Linked DNA regions of Hordeum vulgare: region 1 is linked to region 2. The links are chromatin contacts, called in public Hi-C maps. All regions are on one chromosome and are shown on one strand. The core of a region is the stretch at or near the end of the contact, and the rest is flanking DNA. Distances in the headings are between cores, read along the strand shown. Region 1 holds the start of LOC123426085 (E3 ubiquitin protein ligase RIN2-like). Region 2 overlaps LOC123426085 (E3 ubiquitin protein ligase RIN2-like).

Region 1 (6,083 bases), core at 1,178-3,677, 35 kb before region 2:
AGTTGATTGGAACCCAACTTCTGGTGCCGACCTTCTCTCTAGTTTGGGTACTTTTAAAGGTCGGGCTAGCCATGTCATGTGGACTTGCGTTGGGGCGTTTCTTTGGGCTCTGTGGCACATTCGTAACAAGCTAGCGATTGAGGGTGTGTTTTCTGCTCACCCAACTGACATTACTCTTAAATGTCTTATCTTCCTGCAACACTGGAGTTCATTGGCAAGGCGTCAGGACTCTAAGGGCCTCGAGTTGCCAATTCAGAGACTTCACAACATCAACGACACTCTTAGAGCTTCTGGGACGGCTACCTAGAGGAGGTGGTCAGCCTTTTTGGTGTTTATTATTTTAGCCTTGTGCTTCTTGCTTGATACTTGCTGATGTAATAGTCTAGTTATTGATGATCTCTATTTTGTTCGATCGGTTTATGTCAGGACTTGTATACCCTGCCTGTTGTGGCTTTATTAATTTAAAACCGGATGCCTCCGGCATCTTCGTCGTTTACAAAAAACATTACACTTCAAATGGGATAAAACACATACATTTTCTATCAAATAAAGTGCAAATTAATCTAATCCAATCTAATCTACTAATAAAGTAAGGAAAACGCTCAACATTAGTTGGCGGATTTTCTCTCGCGCGTCCGCCATCTCCCACGAGCGACGCGTGTCCCGATGGGCCTGGACCGCTTGACATGCTGCCTTATCTTCTCATCCGGTTGCTTCCATCCACAATTTTTCGCTATACCTTCTTCCTTTCTTCCCCAATCATCAATCCTCCTTCATACACTGCATGCTCGGAGATATTAGCTGCCATAGAGACACCCACGAGTAGCTCCAACCCTTGTCGAGCAGCCACGACCACGGAGGTAGCATGCGAGCATGCATGCCCACGCAAAGTCTTTGATGGACATCACAACAACAAGCACTATGGAGGTAGCATGCGAGCTCATCGGCCGACGAGACCGACGACGGGGATTGGTGGCACTCGAGCCGGGAGCTCAGAGGTGGATGGCCTTGTGGTTCGCGGCAACGACGTGAACGACCGTGTTGTTGGCAACGACGTCAACGTTTCTGTAACTTCATTTTTACTGATTTTTTCTACAATCTCATCTATGTCGCAAAAGTTTTTTCCGCAACAACACTTATGTTAATGAAAAGTGAAGTACAAAGATCATACAGACATTTCCGCAACATGATCTCTGTTGCAAAAAACTATAATATGACCTTTTGTGGCAAAAAACTATAAAGATGTTTCCGCAACATGATTTTTGTTGCCGAAAATATTCTATAACAAACTCTTATGTAAAAAAACTTTACAGATATTTCCGCAACACGATCTTTGTTGCAGAAATATTCTATAACAAACTCTATTGCAAAAGAAAATCTACATATGTTTCCGCAACATGACCTTTGCTGCAGAAAATATTCTATCACAAATTCTGTTGCAAAAAAAATTCTACATGTGTTTTTTTAACATAATCTTTCTTGCAAAAAATTATGCAACATAATCTATGTTGTAAAAGTTAGGATAATCGTCTGCTAGCGATCGGCCGACGGACGCATAACATCGCTCATAAAGTAATAATATTACTTCCAACGACATTAGGCTGGCCATAGTGGGGGTATCATAGCTAGCAACATAGTCTTGTGACTAGCAAACATGATGATGTGACAAGTAATTAAATAAGAGAGAGAGAGAGTTAGAGCATGGTTAATAGTATAGCCAACTGCTGGCTATAAGCCATCTTATAGCCCATCTTATAGCTAGGTTGTACAATAGTTAGCTATAAAAGAATACTACTTTTATCATATATGGCCCATCTTTCGTTCTCACAAAGCACCTAGGAGCACGTGCTAGAGCTGGCTCTTCACGAAGAGCCCGCTTCCCTTCTCTCTCCTCTTCTCTCTCATCCAACTCAACAAAAATATAGTATTTTAATCCTTACAGCCTGCTGAATGTACCTTATTGTACTTGCTCTTATAGTAACATAGGTAGATACCGTATCATGTTAAATGCTATGCTACTATGTGTCATGCATGTCAATAAATGAGAACACTTATGAACACTAGTTTACAATAGTAAGGCTGCTCATAGTGGGGAGTAACATATAATAATATCATGCATATGTTACTATTATATGATACTACCTTCATAATGTATAGTATCATGACACATAGTAGCATATCATTTAACATGATACGGTATCTAACTATGTTACTATAACCGTCTCTCCCTTCTTTAATTACTTGCCACATTATCATGTTTGCTAGTTTCAAGACTATGTTACTAGCTATGACACCTTCACTATGGTCAGCCTAACATATGCATGATAATGCTATATTTACTCCCCATTATGAGCAGCCTCAACATTAATTCAAATATTATTTCTAATCAAATGAAGTACTAATAAAGTAATAATATTGTCCCTCCCCTTCTCATCGCCTTCCTCGCGTCGCTCTCGTCTGGTGGTCGTCTCCCCTCCTCTCCCCCGTCCCCGCGCGAATAAAGCCGGCGTCGGATTCTCCCCAGCCCCAAGCTCCGATTCCCCGCGCCGAACCAAGTAGGCTCTCGCCCAGGTTAGGATTTGGCTCAGCCGATGCGCCAGCGCGACGCATGGCCGTGAACTGCCTATACGTGGCCGCCGCATCCACGGCGGCCAGCGCCGCCGCGCTGCAGTGGTGGGCGGCGTCCTTCCTCGACGCTCCGCGGGACGGGGATGTCGGCGGCGGGGACTGGCTTAAGACCGTGCTGCGATCGCACGTGACCGTTGCGCTCTTAGCGAATCTGGCGGCACACGTGTTCCTCGTCCTCGTCCTAGCTCTTAAGGTGATTGGTTAATCGGCTCAGGGTAGGATTGTTTATCAATTCGGGGATAGTTTTCCGGGCTCGTTAATGCCGCCACGGATACTGGGTTCCATCGCTGCGGTGTACGCAATCGATCAAGCTCATTATGGTCGGTTGCGTTTCTGGTGGCTAATCGCGATAGCAACCTGCGCCATATTCCTGATGTTATGGTCATCGAGCTGCAATTTTGTTGGGGGTGCATTTTGTTAGAAAGGCTTGCCACTCGTCCTCATTTCATTTACCCCATGTATTTGATGTCGATAGTTGGGACTGGGAAATGTGTGATAAGTTTTTTCTCTAATCGAAGTGCTGGTCTTGCAAGAGCTGGGTTGATGCTGTGATATGCTTAGTTGAGGCTGTCCTCAAGATTCATTTGTTTGTGAGTTGTTTAGTCGTCATGTAAGCTGACGATACTAAATGCATTTTACTTTGTGCTATGCTGATAATACTAGTGGAATCGTTCTATTAAAATATACGGTCTTAGATGCCAAGCCCATATGTATTTTGCATTTGCTGACTTGCTGAGTTTTAGTTATTTACATCGCTAGGTTTCTTGGCTAAACGAACAGTAGTGGCGGGCTTATGACGCTGGAACCCAATGAAACTACCGAATAACCCAATCTTAATGGTATTCCTAATTATTTCTATGAAGTTATCCTTTTGGAATTTATGTTTGTCTGACTGAGTTGTAACTGAGTTTCTTCAAATTCACACTGTGCAATATGAGACATCTAAAACAGGGTTATAATCTTGAATCTTAATCATAAAGCTCAACCAAGGCATATTCTATGCTGGAAACTCTAGCTTACTACATAAACACCTTGGCTATTTTCCTTAAAGTTCAGTTTTAAAGGAGAAATCAAGATTAGATCTATTACGGAACAAAATAAAATGATGGTAGGTACTATGGCGATGGCCACCCAGTGTTCCAAAAAGCAGGAAAGATAAATGAACAGACCATGATCATTCTTTGAAAGTAGCAACTGTTGTTATCTGGCCATATCTACCTTCTCTTGGCGCCTTTCACAAATTAAGCTCAAAGCATATTAGATCTTACCATAGCATTCAGAATTGTCTATTACTCCCTCCAATCCATATTAATTGTCGCTGATTTAGTACAAAGGGAGTCGTAATCTCCAGTAATATAAAATATCCCTGGGTGCTGTAGCTTGGCTGTAAATTCAACACTCACCTTGTTCTTTCTCTGATACAGCAGTCTGAGACTTACATATGTTTTCTCCTATGCAGACATTAGTTTTTGTTCGGTTAACTCCTACAGAGACTAGAAAAGTGTTGGAACACATCATTAACTATGTAATCTACAAGGTAATACTCTCTCTCTCTCCCTCACCCACTCACTCTCTCTCTCTCTCTCTCTCTCTCTATCGTTATTATATGTCCTTCCATTGAACTATTCATGTGTTTTTACTGCTCCCAAATATTGCTGACAAATTTGGCCTACTTAAACCTCTAGTACTCTGAACAAATCTATGGTTGATAAGATGAATCTTCAATCTAATGCTCCAGTGAGCTTCAAGCATCTGGATAATGAGCTTAATTTTTCTGATATGAAATTAAATGCAATATCACACTTGGTTATGACTCGCAGCTGACATAAAATTCTCTTGTGCCCTCATGCATTTCCAATAATAATACACATGCATCGTAGGAAAGCCTTGCCCTTTCAGTTTGTTTGAAGTGATTTACTTAAAAATACTCTTTATCGCTAATTATGCATGTTTTAAGCTTTTGTTGAACTCATTGTGCCTTTAAAAGTGGCAATTATAGTTAGGTTAGAATTTTAAATTACTAATGGCTAGGAAAATGCTACAGAACATGACTAGTTCACATGTTGTGTTAGTACTGTTTAGTGTTCGCATTGCAACTATACGTCACACAATACCTGTTATTTGCATCGTCATCCCTTAAATTGCACCCCATGTAGATTGCCATTTGTGTCACTTTACAACAGTTTTTGCAAGATTAAACACCTCACATCAGGTCTAGACCAATAATATTGCACTGTCCAGCTCTCATTACTCGTCGTTGTCTGAGGAGCAACTTGTGGATGAATACATATTAGAAGGGAGTTGGACTACAAGTAAGGAAATTTAGACTAATACAAATGCGTAAGGAGGCCTAGCCAAATCTTAATAGTACTAATACTTCGTACCCCCCCTCTCAAATGCAAAGCATATGCAACAACATTGAATTTGAAGAAGTATAAGACAAAGAAATAATGAAAATCCAAATCCTTGTCTTGGTACTGTCATTATAGCATGGAGTCTTCAAAAACCTGTTGAGTCAAGCAAAAATGTGATAGAACAAGAATGCCAAAGATCATAACATAGGAAATCAGCGGATAAAGAAACTCGGCAGCAAGAGAATTAACGTAAATCAATGGCAATGCAAAAGGAGACTACATAAATCTTATAAAAAAACCACTAGGACCAGAAAGGCCACAAAAATTGTTTAAAAAGGACCAGGACCAGAAAGGCTTTGTCGGGGAACTGCCAGACAAGGAAGGCTCGAGCGAGCGGTTCCCACGGGGGCCTCAATCTAGACATCGGCCGAGCGAGACGACATGCAGTTGGTTGGCAAGAGCTGGCAGCCCAAAGCTGGGCGCATTTGAGATGTGGCCGCGAGATGGATCTTAGCTATGAGATTGAAAGCACGACCAAATGAATCAATCAGGAAGTAATACCAGATCGATCTATCAAGGATGTATGACGGGAAAAATATATCAGAATTATTGATAAAATTGGAGACTGATATTCGATAAGATGGAGACCGAGAGGGAGAGAACTCGATCAGGAGAGATAAGGACCAGTTGCGGTGTCCAGAAAAAACCCTAAACCTGGGCTCATGATACCATGCAGAGCAACTTATCTGTGTTGCATAGCCGACGGATGAATATATATTACAATGAACTTGGAGTACAGGTAAGGAAATCTAGACTAATACTAACACGTAAGGAGACCTAGACCAATACTTATACTCCTTAGAGCAAGTACAATAAGGTACAGTCAGCAGGCTGTAAGGATTAAAATACTATATTTTTGCTGAGTTGGATGAGAAAGAAGAGGAGAGAGAAGAGAAGCGGGCTCTTTGTGAAGAGCCAGCTCTAGCACGTGCTCCTAGGTGCTTTGTGAGGATGAAAGGTGGGCCATATATGATAAAAGTAGTACTCTTTTATAGCTAACTATTGTACAAGCTAGCTATAAGACGGGCTATAAAATTGCTT
Region 2 (5,724 bases), core at 2,918-5,417:
CACGCAGAGCACAACCCGATGAAGTTCGCTTCCCCGCTCACTCACGACGAGGAGCGCATCGACGCGTATCATAGCGGCGAACAGCTGCGGTATCGTACGATGGACAATCTACTCGGTAACCAGCCGGTGCCGGGACTGGTGCCACGCGACCTGGAGGCGCAGCTACAACTCGCGTGTGAGGACGGCGAACCTCGGTCCTTTGCAGAGGCTGAGAGAGACGCGGCATGGCGCGCCGCGATGCAGTTGGAGATGGATGCGGTCGAGCAGAACCGCACCTGGGAGCTCGCTGACCTCCCTCGTGGTCACCGCGCAATCACCCTTAAGTGGGTGTTCAAGCTGAAGAGGGATGGAGCCGGCGCCATCATCAAGCACAAGGCTCGCTTGGTGGCCCGAGGCTTCTTGCAGCAGGAAGGAGTCGACTTCGACGACGCTTTTGCTCCCGTGGCACGGATGGAGTCTGTGCGACTTCTCCTTGCGCTAGCTGCCCAGGAGGGCTGGCGTGTCCATCACATGGATGTCAAGTCGGCATTCCTCAACGGCGACTTGAAGGAGGAAGTCTATGTGCATCAGCCACCGGGATTTGCGATCCCGACCAGGAGGGCAAGGTACTCCGCCTGCGTAAGGCTCTCTACGGCCTACGGCAGGCACCTAGGGCGTGGAACGCCAAGCTGGACTCCACGCTAAAGAAGATGGGCTTCGAGCAAAGCCCGCATGAGGCGGCCGTCTACCGACGGGGCAGTGGAGGAAATGCCCTGCTGGTGGGCGTCTATGTTGACGACTTGGTGATCACCGGCATCAAAGATGCAGAGGTGGCGGCGTTCAAGGAAGACATGAAGGCCACCTTCCAGATGAGTGATCTGGGGCTCCTCTCCTTCTATCTAGGGATCGAGGTGCACCAGGATCACTCCGGGATCGCGCTTCGACAGTCCGCCTACGCCAAGCGCATCGTTGAGCTAGCTGGGCTCACCGACTGCCACCCAGCTCTCACTCCAATGGAGGAGAGGCTGAAACTGAGCCGCGGCAGCACGACGGAGGAAGTGGACGCTACACAGTACCGACGCCTTGTGGGGAGCCTTCGCTACCTCGCCCACACACGGCCGGACTTGGCATTCTCCGTGGGCTATGTTAGTCGGTTCATGGAGCGACCGACGTCGGAGCACCAGCAGGCAGTGAAGAGGATCGTCCGCTACGTGGCAGGGACACTCGACCACGGCCTCCACTACCCTAGGTGTCCGGGGGCGGCACACTTCGTCGGGTACAGCGACAACGACCACGCCGGCGACATCGACACCAGCAAGAGCACGAGCGGGATCCTCTTCTTCCTCGGCAAGTGTCTCGTGAGCTGGCAATCGGTCAAGCAGCAGGTGGTGGCCCTGTCCAGCTGTGAGGCCGAGTACATAGCGGCCTCCACCGCCTGCACTCAGGCGCTCTGGCTCGCTCGACTGCTTGGTGATCTCCTCGTCCGAGACACCAGAACGGTGCAGCTCCTAGTGGACAGCAAGTCCACCCTGGCCCTGGCAAAGAACCCCGTTTTCCACGAACGGAGCAAGCACATCCGACTGAGGTATCACTTCATCCGCAGCTGTTTGGAAGAAGGGAGCATCGAGGCGAGCTACATCAACACCACGGACCAGCTCGCAGACCTGCTCACCAAGCCTCTTGGGAGGATCAAGTTCCTCGAACTCTGCTCCAGGATTGGGATGATTCGACTCTCCCACAAGACGAGGTACAAGACTTAGGAGGAGAATGATGGATAAGTCTATGTACTATGGTCTTTGTGGGGCTGCAGCACATAGTCCTTTGTGGGGCTGCAGCACATGGTCCTTGTGGCTGTTAGGATAGAATCCTTGACCATCAAGGACTGTCAGTTAGGATAGCATCTTAGACTAGCATCTTAGCAGCATCTTAGACTAGCATCTTAGCAGCATCTTAGACTAGCATCTTAGCATATGCTTGGCTTGCTAGCAGCCTATAAATATGTATCCCCAACCCTTGAGGTTGGCATGGCATTGTGTGAGAAATAAACCAACGAAAATTGTCCCAACTCTCCTAGTGTCATCCACAACTATCAATGCTCAGGCTGAAAGGTCTAACAGAATGTCCCCCAACAGCAGAAGAATGGAGAGCTTGTACGAGCCTTGTTTCTAGTGCTAAATCATTGCCAATGAAAATCCCCCCTTTATCTCAAAACACCAGCATGTTGAGAATAAGCATTAGTATCAGTAGCAGGGGAATTGAGGAGTTGCTCTAAAAGATCTTGCTCATCCTTGTGATAAGCAGTGACTTCTGTTATCCACTTAGCTACTGATACATTCTGGACAGTGCATCAGCTACAATGTTTTTTCTTTTCCTTTTTTGTACTCCATAGTGAAGTCAAATTCCAGAAGTTTGAACATGAGCTTGTGCTGTATACCTTACGTGATCCTTTGCTCTGTGATATACTTTAGGCTTTGTTGACCTGTCCTGATTACCAGTGTATTGCTCCACAAGTAGTTTCTGTATCTCTTTAGAGCTTCTATAATTCCAAGAACTTTTTCATAAGCTGACATGGCATCATTTCTGAAGCAGCACAAGGTTGTGGAGGAACAACCCCACCTTGCTGCTACAATGTGTACAACACAAGTGTTGAAGAAACTACTCAACGTGCTGCGCTAGATATCACTCTAGAGGCGAGTGGAGGCCAATATGGCAGCAGGAGTTCAATCCAAAACTACTAGAGCACAAGATCTAGTCCAAGATCTTAGATAGGAACAAAAAGTTCTATTTAGATAGTGGGTACGTAGTCCGGTTACAAACTAGAGGCGAGGACCTCTATTTATAGGGCTTCGAGGAAGCCTTCAAATACTTCTACTTATGGCTAGAACATTCCAGAAAACATCACTTAACATTCATCATTCTACTCATAGCTACTCATAACTAGAAGACTCTAGAAAACAGTAGGTAGTGTAAAGAAAAGAAAACAAATACTACACTAGAGTGGAAGTATCTAGAAGTGGCCAAACAAATCTGACATATTATTATTATTTTCATCTATTGTTCCTCATCATTGTCCCCTGGTTGTTTGGAACTCGCCCTCGAGTTATCTTCATAGAGTGCTTCTTCTGGATGGTAGTGAGTCAAGTCCGCAACATTGAAAGTGTTGGATATATCCGCAATATTGGAAGTGTCGGATATACCCATGTCGCTTGGAAGGTCTATCACTGTGGGGACCCCGATTTGTAAGTCATGATAACCGAATGCACGTGTATAGTGATCCCAGAGATCAATGCTCACTGAACACACAGAAGCTGAATGACAAGAGTCTTACATCCATACATACCGTCTGATACAATTAAGGACCATTAAGGCCAAGTCTTACATAGGTAGGATCTTGAAGGCCGACACACCAAACACAACTAACAACGGATATCTTGATTGGAAGCATGAACCCATGCCATCTGCCTGAACCTATTGGCATTCTGACTGGGAAGCGTCCTAGTTCGCATGTTCGTCACCGACGAACTCTTCTCCAAGTTTTTGCTCTTCCATGCCTGGCTAATTAAATAAGTAGTGGCAAGCCAATGAGTACTTTGAATATACTCGCAAGCAACCCATGATATGGAAAAAGGCAATAATGAAGCATGATATAACACTAGTATGCTATTTTGAGGAAAGCAGAGTTTTCCCTAGTGCAATAACATGATCAACTTCTCGTACGGCATGCATCATAAGGCAAGTGGTAACCACGCAACCGGTTTATAGATTTCAATATCAACTGAGGGCTGCACAACCCATGTTCACCCATCATGCCAAGAAATGAAAGCCGAAGCGGTCTTGTACCCAGGGATTACCGGAATCCTGATGCGGCGGATCCCGAGCTCGATCTCGAGCTTGGGGGCTCCTGGCGATGAGTGGGTGGCTCAGGGGTGCGATTAGGAGTACCAGGAGGTCGAAGGGAGGGAGAGGGAGGCTCGGGGTGTCGTTATATAGAGGGGGGACGGTTCACCGAAAGCTCGTGTGCCGGCGAGACCGTGGCGATGGCCAGGGGGGGAGAGGGGACTTGGGGACGCAGTCTGGGGTTGGAAAGGGAACGAGGAGGAGCGGGAGCTGGCTCCTGGCGTGCCATGGTGGTGGGCGCCATCTGACCGAATCAGCCGGCCGGGGGCAAGAGTTGTAGGGGGGAGGAGAAGGGAGAAAGGAGGGGCACGACATGACGCAGGGCCTTTGCCGTCAAGGGGGCCTCGGGGGACAGCCGGAGGGGTCCAAAGCTGGTCGGGGGTGGCCTCCCACAGTGTGCATCCGCACTGTAGCGCGTCCAGAGCGCAGTTTTGGCATGACATGACATGCTGCTGCTGGCGCGCTCTGGCGCGTCCCACCTTGTCCTCTAGTGTCTGGGGGATGTGGAGATGCCCCTTGGATGCTTTGGAGCAGAGGAGGGAGGCTGTGGTCAAAGGAAGAGGGGAAGAAAGTCTCTGCGAGGGTGAATCAGGGGCTTAATTGTGGTCTCCTAACATTGAACCAGAGCTGGATCTCCCTGCTGTAGGTGAAGAGAGTGGCTTAATTGTGGTCTCCTAACATTGAACCAGAGCTGGATCTCCCTGCTGCAGGTGAAGAGTAACTCTGTGGGCTTGTGGTAAAAATTTGGAGTGAAGGAGAATAGTGTCAGAGGTGAAAGTAGCAGTTTTACCAAATCACTAAGGTGTTTGATGCTGGTTTGAGCAAGATAAACCTCACCACTTGCAGTGAGATTTAACAGGATTAAATGATGGGCAAAATCAGTAGGATTCACCAAGTTTGAGCTCATTTGAACAAAGTTGACAATGTAGACATGAAAAACCCTAGAAATGGACATAATCAGATTTCTATGGACCAAGGTGATCAAATCAACTCCCACAAATATACAACTTGGTGCTTGTGTGACTGATTGAGTTTTTGAATCACTATAGTTGTTCTTCTCTCTAAAACCTACCTCCTTGACCCCAACCCCTTGCCCAATGATCATGCCATGTGAATGAAACCAGAAAACCATTTTTCTAAATTATTATTTTTATAAAATACATTTAATCATTTCAAATTCTTCAAAACTCCTGATTGGGATTTGTACTGCAAGTCCCCAATTTAGGGGGGATGTTTTACACCAAAGACTTTATTTGAACCCTATTATTCAAAAGACTTCCCAAAACCATAACGTAACTATTTTTAAAGTTATTTTCCTATTTTATATAAATACCTTTTTTTTAGGCTAGAAATGGTATTTCATAGGGAAAAATTATTTTCTTGCTTCAAAAATATTTGAAATTTTTTAGGGAAACACATTGGACATATATTTTTCATACATAAGAGTTTTAACACATGGTCATGTTCAAAATATTGGACAAAACCCTTAAAACCCTTTCTGCCTATTTCAGTCTTTTGAAATATTTTCATAGGAACTATTCTCAATAAATTTCAGGAAAATTCTAGCAAGTCATACATGATAAAGGCGGTGATCCTGCAAAGTTTCATCTCAATTCAAGTTGATTTGATCCACCTATTATTCCCAAAGCTCTTTCTGTTCAGTACAAAATTTGAGCAACTTTACATTGCCAAGTTTATCCAATTGATCCCAAACTTTACAAGAGTGATCCAGCCCCCAAATAAGGATGCTACTCTTGTAAAATTTGGGATCAATTGGATAAACTTGGCAATGTAAAGTTGCTCAAATTTTGTTCTGGATAGAAAGAGTTTTGGGATTAATAGGTGGAT

What was found. Hi-C and Micro-C count contacts between places; a contact is called where the count stands out from the background.
Region 1: a Hi-C map of an unstated tissue shows a contact between it and region 2, with 3 times the contacts expected there. The contact joins the promoter of LOC123426085 here to the enhancer-like site in region 2. A contact is called at or near these places in 4 of 6 Hi-C or Micro-C datasets (leaf, seedling and an unstated tissue).

Annotation. Positions count from the first base shown.
Region 1 is chr2H:279,830,162-279,836,244 of MorexV3_pseudomolecules_assembly, reverse strand. LOC123426085 (E3 ubiquitin protein ligase RIN2-like) reads left to right here and starts at 2,427. Exons shown (of 12, transcript XM_045109861.1): 1 at 2,427-2,821; 2 at 4,088-4,165. The coding sequence starts at 2,609.
Region 2 is chr2H:279,796,789-279,802,512 of MorexV3_pseudomolecules_assembly, reverse strand. All of the region lies in intron 4 of LOC123426085 (E3 ubiquitin protein ligase RIN2-like), which reads left to right. Among protein-coding and RNA genes, the nearest start is that of LOC123426086, 28 kb to the left of the region's middle. Within about 2 kb of position 4,167, at least 1 of the 3 cell types and tissues checked has open chromatin away from gene starts, as enhancers often do. A contact at or near this core is called in seedling, where this site is marked.